Regions from separate parts of the Sus scrofa genome. Here region 2 is linked to region 1. The links are chromatin contacts, called in public Hi-C maps. All regions are on one chromosome and are shown on one strand. The core of a region is the stretch at or near the end of the contact, and the rest is flanking DNA. Distances in the headings are between cores, read along the strand shown. Region 1 holds the start of ZNF774 (zinc finger protein 774). Region 2 overlaps IQGAP1 (ras GTPase-activating-like protein IQGAP1).

What was found. A called contact is a pair of places that touch in the nucleus more often than the background predicts.
Region 2: a Hi-C map of omental adipose tissue shows a contact between it and region 1, with 1.6 times the contacts expected there. The contact joins the enhancer-like site here to the promoter of ZNF774 in region 1. A contact is called at or near these places in 4 of 47 Hi-C or Micro-C datasets (brain, embryonic fibroblasts, mesenteric adipose tissue and 1 more) and 2 of 2 datasets of contacts at active chromatin or transcription factors (alveolar macrophages and skeletal muscle).

The regions. Positions count from the first base shown.
Region 1 is chr7:52,984,375-52,986,952 of Sscrofa11.1, forward strand. ZNF774 (zinc finger protein 774) reads left to right here and starts at 1,295. Exons shown (of 4, transcript XM_021098908.1): 1 at 1,295-1,458.
Region 2 is chr7:53,097,917-53,100,494 of Sscrofa11.1, forward strand. IQGAP1 (ras GTPase-activating-like protein IQGAP1) reads left to right here. Exons shown (of 38, transcript XM_021098910.1): 19 at 1,712-1,882; 20 at 2,559-2,578. Among named protein-coding and RNA genes, the nearest start is that of CRTC3, 47 kb to the right of the region's middle. Within about 2 kb of position 1,300, at least 2 of the 83 cell types and tissues checked have an H3K27ac peak or open chromatin away from gene starts, as enhancers often do. A contact at or near this core is called in omental adipose tissue, where this site is marked.

The DNA of each region.
Region 1 (2,578 bases), core at 45-2,544:
TTGAGATGCCTTTGACTCCCTAGGGCCTGCTAAACTATGTTCTGGTCACATGAGGCCTGGAAACCTCAAGCTTTTCTGGATGTTCCTTGCTCTTCCTGCTAAGCAAAACCAGATATTAGTCTATAGGAGACAGAATTCCCCAAACTGCTGTTGTGGTTATCTTGCAGATGTCTAAATTATGTAGTAAATGCTAACCAAGATGCCCCTGGTTATATGAGCAAAAGGAGAAAAGACAAAATATTACTTCGTATTTTAGTCTTTTGTAGATTATCTCCTCTGTTGGACTGTGAACGTCATGAAAGCAAGAATCATGTGGAATTCATGTGGGTAACCACAGTGCCAGAACAGTCTTGAGTACAGAACATTACTGATGAAAATTCGTTAGAAGATGCACCATACATGTTTGTTGAAGAAATGGTTGAATTAGCATCAGAGTCTTCCGCATTAGCCCATTGGCTGGTAATTCTAAGCTTTTTACAGTCCATCACAAAATATACTTTCCTTTTTTAAATTGCAGTAAATCAACAGAGTAGACAGGCATATTTTTTTGATGGTAAGGAAAGTCTTCCATTATTGGCTAGACATCCCCCACCCCCTCAAAGTGAATACGGGCTCTCAGGTGAGATCCAGGAGTCTCCACAGTTTGGAACCTAATACCACATTTCCTAGAATACTTGACACTCTCGCTGGCCTCCTCTGGCCATTAACAGGTGTACTGACCAATGGAAAGGGGATATGCCTGGCAACTGTGCTAAGAGAAGGAAGCTGATGGTCTGTTTTCCACTAACGGTTCCTGATGGGGTTTGTTATGCCCAGTCCGAGTTGGCCTGGAACTTGTAAAGAGGCAGACACCATTCAGGCCATGGCCGCCGCGGGGTAGGGGGAGAGAGGGACCCGGCGGAGGAGGCTGCACAGCAAGGCCGAATCGACGAGCTGCTCCGCGCTCTGGAAGGTCTAGGTGCCAGAGCGCGGGCGATGCAGAAATTGGTACAAGGCTGCTCTGCGATAGTCAGGTGAGGCCCGGAGGTTCGAATCTCAGATCCCTCTCTGGATGTACGGTCTTTGGATCCCCTTCTTAGCTCTGAAGAGGCGGTTCCAGCGGCCGGGCAGCTCGGGAACTGGGTGTTAACACTTGTCACCGCAGGGAATTGGGCGTCCCGGTACTCGCAGTTCTTTGGGACTACGTCTCCCAAAAGACTCAGCTGTGATTGACAGCTCTAACAGCCTATGGACGAGGAATACCTCTCGTCCCAGAAACCGAGAAGCCAATGGAAAAAGGACAGGGGCGGTGTTTTCCGGCTGCTGGCTGTCCAGCCCAGAGTCCCACCTGTGTCCCCACAGCCCTGTCACGAGTCCCGGTCGGGTTCTGGGCGGCACCGCCACGGCGTTGCTGACCAGTTTGGCTTGGCGGTGGAGGACCCTCCCTTCGTGCTCCATCCTCGGCTGGGTCTCTGGGTGGTGAGTGAGCCGGGGAAGGAGATCACTGCGGCTGCCGCTCGTGCGATGCTGAGGGACGTGGATAGGGCTTGCCCGCCGCCCCGCCAACGCCCCTGCGGGATCCCCCCGGTTGCCTTTCGGAGCCCGCGGGTCTTGCTGAGGACTGGGGAGAGGTAGCCGCGGTTTTCTCCGCCTGCATCTGGAGAGCTCATACTCTTAATTTTTTGCTCCTTGTGGCTGGTCCCCTGGTTTCAGCTTAGTTTTGCGACCCTCTGACCGCTGCACCCAGATTGGGGCCTGCAGCACGGAGGGAGGAGAATGGGTGTCAGCCCTACCCATGTGGTCATGTTCCTATTAATAAACCCAGTGAACAAACTGGTGCTTCTCACAATGGCACTTAGTCACCGCACCTCCGAGCTCTAGGTCCTTGAGGTCACTCTCAAAAGGGGGCAGGGGCAAGAGACTGGGTGGGAAATCGGGTTTCTCTAGCTCTGGCTAAGAACTCTCACCCGCTCAATCCTGCTGTCTCCTGCAGGTGGGCCCTTCTGTTGGGTTTTATAATGGATATAGAAATAAAATTTCAAAACTCATAACAGTTTTCACTTCCTAATGACTTTATTTTAATTTGTTAAGGTTTTAAGCCAGAGAGATGAAAGGTATTACCTAAGGTTTTTAGGTTGTTAAAAATCCAGTACTTGATAAGTGACCAATAATAAATGCATAAATGTTTCCATGAAAAGTGGTTTTGTGTGTACCCGAGTAGTAGCCAGGTTCTTTGGTGAGACAAAGATGTGAAACTTCTTCATACCATTCTGGTCCATCCTCCACTGAAATGCAGAATTCTTTGTAGCAGGTTCAGCTGGATGACTTGTATTTGTTTCTATTGGAAACTCTTTTTTAAGTGGGAAAACAAACAAGTATTATCACATGTCTTTGTCACCCCTAATCTTACAACATATTAGCTACTCAATAAATTACTGATTTGTCCAGTAACCTGACCATCTCCCCCCAAATAATTTTTTCATAATACTTATGATCATTTTATTAGTGTGTTAATGGTTGTTTTTAGCCCCCAAGTATTTTGTTTTGTCCTTATCCTCATTGAATTTCACTTAATTTTACAGCTTGTCCATATTGTTTT
Region 2 (2,578 bases), core at 50-2,549, 110 kb after region 1:
CTTTTCTGAATATTTCACAAATTCCAAACTTTGCTGTATTAGAATATAACTTGCAGAGTTCCTATTGTGGCTCATCAGGTTGAAAACCCTACCTGGTCTCCGTGAGGATGAGGTTTGATCCCTGGCCTTGCTCAGTGGGTTAAGAATCCCATTGCTACAAGCTGTGGGGTCGGTCATAGATGTGGCTCGGAGCTGGTGTGGCTGTGGCTGTGGCTAGGCCTGAAGCTACAGCTCTGATTTGACCCCTAGCCTGGGCACTTCCATACACTGCAGATGCAGCCATAAAAAGAAAAAAAAAGCAAAACCAAAAGAATATAACCTACACTTTCACATAAAAATAGTTTTTTTTGGAGTTCCTGTTGTGGCTCAGTGGTTAACGAATCCGACTAGGAACCATGAAGTTGCTGGTTCAGTCCCTGGCCTTGCTCAGTGGGTTAAGGATCTGGCGTTGCCGTGAGCTATGGTGTAGGTCACAGACACGGCTCGGATCCCGGATTGCTGTGGCTCTGGTGTAGGCTGGCAGCTGTAGCTCCAATTAGACCCCTAGCCTGGGAACCACCATATGCCACGAGAGTGGCCCAAGAAATGGCAAAAAGACCCCCCCCAAAAAATAGCTTTTTTTTTTGTCTTTTTAGGACTGCAAACACAGCATATGGAAGTTCCCAGGCTAGGGGTCAAACTGGAGCTACAGCTGCCAGCCTACACCATAGCCACAGCAACCCCAGATCCGAGTCGCGTCTTCGACCTACACCACATGTGTCCTCAATGTTCCTAGTCAGATTTGTTTCTGCTGCACCACAACAAGAACTCCATGGCTTCCATTCTCAAAGTCACGTTATCATCCAGAAGGACAGCAGGCAGGAAGTAGGAAGAAGGGAAAGAAAACAAAACAGGCATGATGCCAGCTGTCGGTCTCTCTCAAAGAATGTTCCTAAAGGTCTTACCAAGCTGCTTCTGCTTGCATCACACGAGCCCTCCCCAGCTCAGAGAGTCTTAACTGCACATGTTCTTGCCCAGAAGGAAAAATCAATGCTCTGATACCAAGGACAAGGGGGATCAGGGACATTACATTAGGTGGGTAACTAGGTGTTCTCACCAGCCATTCTCACTGCTCCTGCCCTTACTCAAGCCCAGGTGGTCTCTCACTTGGATTACGACAACATCGTTCTGATTCACCCACTCATGCTAATCTGTCAGTTACTCTGCTAACAGTGCTGCTTTTCTCAAAGTAAATCTGATAGTTTTATTCCTGTTTGGAAGTTTGCTGGTTCCCAGTACTTGTAGTAACAGTCCAAACACTGTAGGTTACTTCTCAAGAAGTCTGACCACTCCCCTGCAGGGCTCTCCTCTGTGGTGGTTGGGGCTCTGGCCTTGTGGTTGGCACCTGTCATGCTGTCTTCTTGTCAGTAATGGCTCCAGATCAGCAAGCACAGTTCTGGCTCAGTCAGTGTTGAGTGGATGAGTAAATGAAGAAAATAACCAATGAGGTAAAAGAAGATAAGTTTTTTGTTGATGACTTTTTTGGGGGTGTGAAGACACCTTGGCCTTGAAAAATAAGACCTGAAGTCTTCATTCCTGTTTCTTGGCTAAAGATCTGCTATAGACTTGGAAAGCAGTGAGTGTGAGTTTGTGCACTCTGGATGATACTGTGTTAAAACTCCTGTCCATTCTCATCTTTGCATGTCTTCTCACGTGACCGATGGTTTTTCAGAGTTCCATCTCTGGGGTGACTGCTGCGTATAACCGGGAACAGCTCTGGCTGGCCAACGAAGGCTTGATCACCAGGCTGCAGGCTTGCTGCCGGGGATACCTGGTTCGACAGGAATTCCGATCCAGGATGAATTTCCTGAAAAAACAAATCCCTGCCATCACTTGCATTCAGGTATTTCAGAGCCTCTTATGCCGACAGCACTTTGGCTTCTAGAGCAGGATAATAAACAGTCGGCTCCTCGGATCAGATGTCCGAGTGTATTTTTTGCCTTCTGACCTCTTAGTCTCTCCCTTCTTCTGAAACCACTTCCTCTGTTAACCATTGTAATCACCGTGTGCTTAGTGGTGTTTAGCGGTGAGCCATCCAGCTCAGTGGCAATTTTTCTTGGGCACTTCATTGTCTTCTAAAGCTGTTCCTTTGTATCAGATTTGAACACTGGGAGAAGCAACTGTGATTTTGCTTCAATGACACGGTAGCACGATGTCACAGAGAGAATTCTGAGCCAGGAGTTAGGGCTCTACCGCTGCCAGGTAGTGGTGGGCCTCTTCCCTAAGTTGGTTTCCTCCTCTATGAAAGGGATACCTATATTTTATCTTCTCTTCCTCACCTGATTTGTTGTGAGGAGCCAGTAACAAAGTCCATGTGGACACACTTTGTGCTCACAGCAGGGAGGTAGAAGTTAGCCAGCGTCCTCTCCTGGGGGAAGAACAGTCCACCCTCCCTCCCCAACCCTGGTGGACACAGTCCTTTTTAAAGCTGCTCTTGGATAACATTTCGAGTCGAGATTATTTAACTACCTCTGACCCTTAAGAAATAATGTGTCGACTGTAATATTTGATGGTTTCAGTCGCAGTGGAGAGGATACAA